Regions from separate parts of the Anas platyrhynchos genome. Here region 1 is linked to region 2. The links are chromatin contacts, called in public Hi-C maps. All regions are on one chromosome and are shown on one strand. Each heading gives the region's core, a stretch centred on a gene start, on an enhancer-like site or on the middle of the called end of the contact. The rest is flanking DNA. Distances are from core to core; before and after follow the strand shown.

Region 1 (4,350 bases), core at 134-2,633, 310 kb after region 2:
GGCAGAGAGTGGAGTTTCACAGAATAAAAGCAATGACGGCAGCATAATTGGGATCCTCCAGCCTGTAGCTAATGGAAATAAGTCTTCCCATCATATTGTCATCATGTAGCATGCAAATCTACGCCTCAGTCAGACAAAGATTTACACCATGCACCTAGTTTTCGCGCCTGGAGGATCCCAACTGCCATCAGTGGCACTGGTAATGTGGGACAAAGTAAGCAAAACAAGAGTCTGAATATTTGTAAGCACAGCCTCAAAACATATGTTTTTAAGGGGTGAGAGAGAATGAAAGTGCGCTTCATTATACTCTTCAGACGATCCAGCCTCACTGCTCATTCACGTTCTGGGTTTGACAGCTTCCCACCGTACCCTTCCTATATCACCCGTTGTGACTAAGCACTGAGGGGATCATTAATCACCATTATGAATTTCTCCCCTTCTGCCGGGCTTGAGTTAAAAGCCCAGGGGCAGATCCTGCAGCCTTTACTCCTTCCTGCAGCCCTTTCCCCAGCGGGCAGACCTACTTCACTCACCACGAGCTGGGAGCATCGCAGCAGCTGTAGGGCCGGGCGCGGTGTGTCTCATACCGGCGTCCCGTAGAAATATGCACGGGTTGTTCAGGAATTAACAGAAAGTTTGCGCACCGCGGTATTGAATTAAAAGGTTGGGCTCTGCCACGGGACGACTTAAGCCGGGCTCTGGGGGACGCGCCTGTTAATTTTAATGCTGCCTCAGAGTGCAGAACTCCGGACATTCGCAGCATCATATTTAAAACATGGTACATCGGCTAATACGTGATCCCGCGCGTTAATGGAGCAAATTAAGTTACAGGTATGAATTTTACATAAAACGGATTAATATTATATGCCATGGAGGAATTTTAAATACCCCATCCCCATGCATTTTTAATCGTTATGCGCTCTAATTTAACGTTCCCAGGCGCTGCTTTGCTCGGCTCCCTAACCCCCCCTCAAGTTTTCCTTGGGATTTTCCCTGCTGGCATCCCCCAATACCCGCGCTAGGACGATGCGGGGCAGCGAGGGGGGGACACAAAAAACGCCCCCGGGGGAGGCAGGGCAGCGCTGCCCCCTGCTCCCCACGGCGGGGCACGGCTCCGGGGGCCGCTGCGAGGCGGGGGCCGCCCGCATTCCCCGGACCTTCCTCCCCCGGACCGCCCCCCCCCCCTCCTTTCGTCCTCCTCCTCCTCCTCCTCTCCTCCTCCTCCTCGGGGCCCGGCCCCCTCCAGCAGCGCCCCCGCCCCCCCTGGCCCGCCGCCATTGGCCAGCGCCGCGTTCCACGGGGGGCCTGGGCGCTCTGATTGGCTGCGACGCGCCGCCGCGGAGCCCCCCCCGCCCGCCGGTCCCATATAGCGGGCGGCGCGGCCGGCAGCGGCGGCACAGGCGGCGGGGGCCGTGCTGAGAGCGGCCGGGCAGGGCAGCAGCGGGACGGGAGGAGCCCGGTGCGCGGAGAGGGGCGGGCGGTGGTCGCAGCAGGAGGGGGGCGTCCCGCTGTCCCCCCCTCCGTCGTTCCGTCCCCGCGGCAGCATGAAAGCCGTGAGTCCCGGCCGGCCCCCCAGCAGCCGCAAGGCGCAGCCCGGGGGGGCGGGCGGCGGCGGCCCCCCGGCCCTGCGGTGCCTGGCCGAGCACAGCGGCTGCAAGGGGGGCGAGGAGCCGGCGGCGCTGTGCCTGCAGTGCGATATGAACGACTGCTACAGCCGCCTCAGGAAGCTGGTGCCCACCATCCCGCCCAACAAGCGGGTCAGCAAAGTGGAGATCCTGCAGCATGTCATCGACTACATCCTCGACCTGCAGCTGGCTCTGGAGACGCACCCGGCGCTGCTCCGGCAGCAGCAGCAGCAGCACCCGGCCGGCTGCCCCGCGGCCACCCCCCGGACCCCGCTGACGGCCCTCAACACCGACCCGGTAAGAGGTGCGTGCCACGCCGGGCCGCGGTGGTCGCCGCCGTCTGGGCACCCCTCCGAGCCCGGCTGCAGCCCCCGGGGTGGGCGCGGAGCCCCCCGTCGGGGCGCGGTGGGCGCCTCCAGCCCCCCGGCAGCCGCCCGGTGCTCCCGGTGTAATTGCAGCCTCTCGAGGGAGCCGCCGCAATCAGCGTGTTTGCACACACGGCTCCCGGCGCTGCTCCTAGCGCTTCCCGGCCCTCCGCCGAGCACGGCGGATTTGGGGGCTCCGGCACCCGAACCGCCCCGGTGCGGCGTTTTTTGGGGGGCAGCGGGGGGACGGGGAGCATCTCCTGCCGGTGGCACGGGGAGCGGCGTGTCTCGGGGACTGGGTGGCGGTGCGTGTGGGGGTCTCTCTCCCCTTCCTGTTCCTCCCCCCCCCGTAACTCGGCGCCGTCTCGTTGCTGTGCAGGCTGGCTCTGTTAACAAGCCGGGGGACAGCATCCTCTGCCGCTGACCGCCGCTCCCCAGGTGAGTGCCGGGTCGCCGGGAGCCCCCCCCCAGCCCGGTGGTCGCGAGGGGGGGGGTTGAGCGCGGCCGCAAGCATTCGCAGCAGGCTCCGGGGGGTTAGCTTTAATTACCGGGCGGTTATTTTATTCCTTTTAATTACCGTTTTTCCAACACCCCCTCATCTCCCCCCTCCCTTTTTCACCCCCCCCCCCCACCTCCCTGCCCGGAGCGCTTCTGGCTGCGGCGTGCAGCTGCGCATCCCTCCGCCTGGCCCAGCCTGGGAGCCGCGCTTGTTGTTTGACCTGGTTTGTTTTGGGTTGTTGATCAAGCATGTCTTGTGTTTTGTCGGTGGCGCCAGTCGGTCTGGAGCGGAGCGGTTCACACACCCCCTCTATTCATTCCTCTCCCACAGGTGTGCGGCGGCGCCGCGCAGAGGCACCGCGGGGGGCGGGCGGCGGGGAAGGGGGGGGCCCGGCGGAAAAAAAAGAAAAAGAGCGAGCCGACCCCCCCGTGCTCCGCCCGGCAGAGCCAGCCGCCCCCCGGAGCGGTTTTTTCCCCCCCCTAGCCCCCCACCCGCCGCCTCTTCTCTCCGCCCGGCAGCAGGATGCGAGCGGCGGGGGCAGCGGGGTGCCGGACCCCCCAGCGGCAAAAGTTGCGCCCCTGCCCCGGGACAGAGGAGCGAGCTCCAGCCGAGCCCCTAGGAGCGTAACTGAGGGAGCCAGCAGCCGATCCTTGAAGCTTTACTAATCTACCAGAGCATTTGTAGATATATTTGACATCTATTGTTTCAAATAGATGGTTTTATTGGGGCCCAGGGAACTTTCTTCTCCCTGCAGGAGTGTTACATATTGTATAGATAAAAACGCGTGGCATTTCATACTGTGTATATATAGAGATGTTCTATGAGTGTGAGAAAAGTATATGCTTTAATAGACTACTGTAATTATAAAATATTTTTAATTAAATATTTTTTGTAAATATTATAAAGGTGTGTATGTTTTTTTTAAATCTGTGGGAATCTCTTTAGGAAACTGCAGCTCAAGTACAGAGCTGCTTATATGGAAATACCTTGAATGTGTAGGGCTTTTTTGTCCCCAATTGTCCCCAAATATCCTTTAGACTCGGAACCTACAGCTATACCTAGTGGTCCTGCATGATTGCATGAGATGTCTAATTGCAAATGAACTTGTTTGGAGTCCATACAAACGTGTTTTTCCTCAATCTAGACTAAAAATGTTTGTAAGTGTATTATACATTTTGAGACTACACTTTTGTCATTTAGGCACAGGGGTTTTTAGTGCGTTCTATAAAAGTAGCAGTAAGATGTAGTGCTTTTTTTACTGAAAATAGACACTCTATCTACTTTTTGCATTATGGGGTGATGCTTTAGATCTTTAATCAGCTTTTTAAAAATCTGCTGTTGCATCAGATCAAGAAATTTGTTCTGGAACTTCATTTAGTACCAAAAGGTTTTACTGCAAACCTGCATTCCTACAGTCTTATTAATTGCTTAAAAAGCGAAAACAGTTCTCTGCTTGCAACCAAAGGGCAAACCATTAACAAAAACAGTTACTGTTTCCTTCGTCCAAAGAGTATTAATAGGGGACTGCGGAAAGGCATATGGGCAAAGTCATTATGATCAGTGGTGTAAACTCATCTTAAAATGAACTTAAGTAGACCAAAAATCAGATAACTGCGTCAAGATTATTTTTCTAGTACAAGATGACTTTCATTTCACTGCAGCTATGTTACAGTTAAAATCCTGTTTAATCTCTGTGATGTGTAACTACTACATGTGAACATTAAACTAGATTTACCTGTCTTTAACTGTGATTCTTCAGCTTATTTCTTCAATTCTCTGAATTTGCATGTTCGTTCTCCTTGCCTTTTTTTTTGTTCGTACTATTTGATGGGCAAGTACATTTTATGGCAGGCTTTTGTAA
Region 2 (4,814 bases), core at 1,727-4,226:
TATAGCAGGGCTGTGCTGAGTATCTAACTTCCTTGGAAATGAATCTGGACAACTTCCCAGATAACATATCTGTCCCTCTAATTCCTATCTCAAGGATGAAGTTGATCAGAGAAGAACTGTAGAGGACTGGTGAGTTATTCTCACTGTTTATCAGGGTAGCACCTGGAGGTGATCTGATCTTCCCGCCTCCTCAAAAAAATAAATCTGTCTTCCCTTGGCTAGCTCACAAATCTGCACTCAAACCCTTCTGTGCCAAACATGTGCAGGTGTACAGTATGTGTGTTACTACGGAGCCATCTGCAGCCTCCCCTGCATGGCAGTTGTTTTACTTCGGAGTTCCTTTCCCGACCAAATGGAAGTCCACAGAACAGTTTCAATAGCACAAATTAAGAAACTAATGCTTTCTCACAGTGAGATCAGCTTTGCCTGAGCTCACGTTGCAGGAGCAGGAGATTTTCTTTCATCCTGCTTGTCTTACTAAAGGAAATACAGACAGACAGAGGAGATGATATCGCAGGGTCCACCTTTATCCCCCTCAAGGGGCATTTGTTGCACAGACAGTCCTACTGAAGGGAAGCAAATCCCAGCATTAATTTTCACCGGGAGGGCTTTGGCCAGCTGGTCAAAGCATCATGATCTGACAGCACTGAGGAGGAGCTCAGCCCCAGACCTGGCTCCATCAGCTGAAGCACCCTGACCTCAAGGTCCCACTGAGTATCTACAGCCAGAGGTATGGAGGCATCCCACCTTCCCACCCCTCTCCCAGAAAGCACTGCCTTCTCCCCAAACTAAGCCATTCTCCATCTCTAGCCCCCTCAGCTCGCAGCATGCTCAGCGCTACTGCGAGCAAACAGTGCAGTCGCTGTGTTTGTAAGGGAGGGAAGGTGGCAGCGTGTCCATGAAATCGGGATCATCACCATTTCCAGCTCTTGTTCCAGTTGGTGCAGCGGAAAACAGCAGTTTGCCCTCCTGTTTTTCATAAACCTCAAGGAGCTGCCAGCCAACATGCTGAGCTGGTGAAATTGATGGCTGACTAGATGAACAAAAGAGCACTTTGGGGACCTCCCCGTCGTCTGTCATTCACTAATGTTGTCCTCCCCTTGACTTCTGTGGGCTTCCCAGGGAGCCAGCTGTTCCCCACACGCAGGTCTGCAGCTATGTTGCGTTTGAGAGCGTGGGCACAGCTGTGAGTGCTGAACCAGAAACAGGTAGAGAACTTGTCCTAGTGCCAGCAGGAGGTAGTGTGGATGACACGTAATCTGGAGGCTTCCCAAAGCATCTAGGCACTTCTGCCTGATGGGGCTTTGGACCCCAAAGCTGTGCCCAGCTGACCACAGGGGTTCTACAAACAAGGCGTTCCTTAAAAAATAAATAAATGAAAATAAAATACCAACAAGCTTTCAGCCCTACTGGGCATATTCATTGTGTAATATTTTCAGAGATCTCTTCTCAAGAAAAGGCAAGTAGAAACTTGCCTCTCTTTATAGTTGCTCCTATTTCTCCAGTCCCATTGAGTCAAGCCAGCCCATTGCCTCTTTGCAGAAGCACACTCTGCCTGTGTCCATACCTGGCCAGGCCCACAAACAGAGGTGGAAGTTGCAACTGGATGAACACATTAGTGTCTAACTGCTTCAAGATAGATCTTAGCTGAGTCCAGTCAGTAAATCTTAGTCCATTTCTGCTCGTCAAGGTTTCAATAGCTTGTTTTGCTTGTACATTTTCCATGCTCCTGCATGGCATATATTTTAGCAGAAGAAAAAAAAGGATGGGTTACACCATATCATCTGCTGAAAACAAAGAAGTTTGGGACATGTAAATCAATGTATTAGCTGGAGAAATGTCACCTCCCTTTTCTGGACTGAAGGCAGAATGTTTAAAAGCAAGTCACACAGCAAAGCTGTGCTTTCCCAGAGTCTGAAATATCCCCTTTCCTGCCACATTTACTGAGCTCTTCCCATATTGGTGCCATTTAAGTAATCTGGCAATCATAATATTTAATGTAAGTAGCCAACATTTCTACATAAGCTTGAGTTGCAATGAGCATTATACTGCACTGGTAGAAAATTCTGTCTGTGTTTGCTGAAATAATGGGGAGAGCCTCCACCAGCGCCTCTGGAAAGTGGAGGAATCAGGCCTTTGCTTCTTCAAATGCTTACATCTCCAAGTGCCTGCATCTGTGATAAAGCCAATGGTGTCTCCAGTTCTGAGAAGGTACTTAAAGTTTCTTTGCTCCTAGCTTGTATTCTTCTTTTTCCCCCTTCTTATCCCCCCACCCCCCCCCCTTTTTTTTTTTTTTTTTTTTTTTTTCCCCTTTTTCTCTTGCATGTTTAGTGCCAAAACAGAAACAGAAACAAGAAAAGGGATAAAAACAGCCCCAAACTGGCATTCAATTATTATAGGAAGTTTTTGTAAATGTGTTTTTAAAGTTTTGGTGTGTGTTCCTTTTACTAAAAAGATTTACTAATCCCCCTGGAATGACAATGATTTGGAAGCTAGCAGTTCAAAGGTATTCAAAGAAATGATTAGCAATCTTAGCCAGCTCTTAGGAAAAAAAAAAAAAAATCTGTTTGGGCCAAATCCTCCTGCTAAAAACTTTCTAGTGACTTATTGTGTCTGCAGCTCAGACACAGCCTGACCTTGGATAGATATTGTATCCACCATTCCTCTCTACAGGAAAGTAATCATTAATCTAGCATAAACATCAATATTTTTGTAAAATATAACCTCCCTCCAGCATCACTTTATGACTTTGTGATTTACAAAGCCTTAAACTTAGTTAAAATGACCACATACATTGTTTATGGCTTAATTTTGTAGCTCTTTGCCCGCAACAACCAGGTGTTATTCACACAGAACTTCTTAACTGTCCTTGGCTCTGCCTCAACAGGGAACACACCCTCTGTAAGGCAGAGATGCAAGAGTAAATATTTGGCAGGGGTAGGTACCTTTCCGACCTGCTCCCTTTCTACATGGTCAAGGCTTTTTGTTTTAGCCAAGTTGTTGTATTCCTCCCAATGAACCTGAACGCTCTGCGGTCTGGCTGACATCAATCTGGCAGTGTCCATGTGAGTGATGTCAGTGTCACTCTCACCTAGAGGAACTGTCCGTAAAAGTGAGCGGTGGCATCAGTTTCCAAACAGACCAAACGCTATGCCTCGTCTTAGAAATAAAGCACTTCTCAAACTGGGAGATGTCAAAGTGCTTATCTTCCAGGGTCTTATGTGGGTTTTGTTTTTGTTTTTAGATGAACTTCAGTCAAAGTATTGGTATACGTGCATGCTGAGTACAAGATCCCCTATGGAAAGGAGTCTTTCCTTCCAGCCTTCCTGAATTTCATGGGAGCTGGTCTCACTTGCATGTACAGAAGAAACCAGCCCAGGATCAACACTTTTATCCTTAACTGGGAAGTTTTCTCTTTTTGAGTCCTAAGGGAGGGAGATAGCCATTCCTTTTCTTGGGGGGAACATATTTCTCTATTCTGCAAAAGGCAGGAACCAAGAGGTGAGCAACGCTTAGGAATCCAAAGCATTATTTTAATGGAAGAAGTGATCAAATTAGCCAAAGAAGCCTAACTGTGACAGATGCCATCTCCACTGATCAGTTTGCAATTTTCTACCACAGAAAGAGCAGAGAGGACAGTGAATACTGACAAAAGAGCATTCCTTTCCAAGCTAACTGCTTTTGAGATGAGTGTCAGCTCCTTACCTTGTAATGAGACATATCTATAAATCCTTTATGCGAGAGGTTAATAGGAGCTGGCAGTCTCTGAATCGTGCGGTTCGTTCAGTGCTACAAGGAAGGAACCACAGGCAGCACATCAGCAGAAATGTGCCTAAGTGCCAGGAGTCAAAACTGGTATCCTCCGCTACGTGATTAGATGGGACTTTTGATATATGCTGGAGCAGAACAGCTGACAGATAGCTATGTGGAGGTGGCAAGATCTTACATATCGTGTCTAAAACTGAGCTATCCTAATAGCTGCATATGTTTTTTAAGAAGTCATAGAAACCTACAGCCAACGACTGTAATGAATTCAGGGTGTAGTTTAATGGAAATCTCAAGAAGGAATGTAATTAGATGAAGTCAATTAGGCTGCTTGGGGATTTCTAGCTGCTGTTGTTGCTATCTGGGAACCCTAATAGGACGATTAGGATTAACTGAAATCAGCCTGATTGATTAGGGCATATAAACCTACATATGCCAAATTCCAGGGGGACAGTGTGCTGGAGCTTGAATCCATCTGGAGCTATGAGTCAGGAGGATGAGTTTACTCTGCCGGCCTTGGAGAAAGCGACAGATCAAGACTAGATACATGCAATATAAGCAAAGCCAAGCAGTGACACAAAAAGGCTGCTAGGGAAAGGACTGATTTTATCTGTTGTGGCACTGTGTGTGAAGGCCATCCAGTCTATCCTGGGGAAGTGAGACTAATACTAAGCAGATACTGGCCTTAAATAATAATAATAAAAAAAGCTATGTGTCTACTACATCTTCTTTGTACTGCTTTTGAGGTTCAAGTCCTTACTCAGTAGGGCTGTGAAATTTCCCAGCATGTTGGGATCTTGTTATTTTTGCAGTTTTGTTAGTTTCAGAGCCAAATTTGCACGTGAATTTAAAAGTGCATGAAAAAAACTGTCAGCGAGTAAATCCTGATGTTTCCGTGTCACGGTGTCAAGCACATAAATGCTTATTTGCATACATTTAAAATCCAGTCTCTGCTGTGCACAGGAACCCCACCTGCAACCTGCTTTCCTGGCTGCATTTGTTGTGGGAAAGATCCTTATGGCCACTGAAGAGTTTCAGCAATAAAGGCT

Evidence for each region. A called contact is a pair of places that touch in the nucleus more often than the background predicts.
Region 1: a contact with region 2 is called in a Hi-C map of small yellow follicle, with 4 times the contacts expected there. The contact joins the promoter of ID4 here to the enhancer-like site in region 2. A contact is called at or near these places in 2 of 8 Hi-C or Micro-C datasets (small yellow follicle and subcutaneous adipose tissue).

Annotation. Positions count from the first base shown.
Region 1 is chr2:108,994,367-108,998,716 of IASCAAS_PekinDuck_T2T, forward strand. ID4 (inhibitor of DNA binding 4) reads left to right here and starts at 1,384. Exons shown (of 3, transcript XM_038175193.2): 1 at 1,384-1,922; 2 at 2,370-2,428; 3 at 2,820-4,234. The coding sequence starts at 1,545. The coding sequence ends at 2,414.
Region 2 is chr2:108,678,720-108,683,533 of IASCAAS_PekinDuck_T2T, forward strand. The region is part of intron 5 of LOC113842709 (a long non-coding RNA gene); the gene reads left to right. The region is part of intron 2 of LOC140001558 (a long non-coding RNA gene); the gene reads right to left. Among named protein-coding and RNA genes, the nearest start is that of RNF144B, 260 kb to the left of the region's middle. Within about 2 kb of position 2,977, at least 3 of the 8 cell types and tissues checked have an H3K27ac peak or open chromatin away from gene starts, as enhancers often do. A contact at or near this core is called in small yellow follicle, where this site is marked.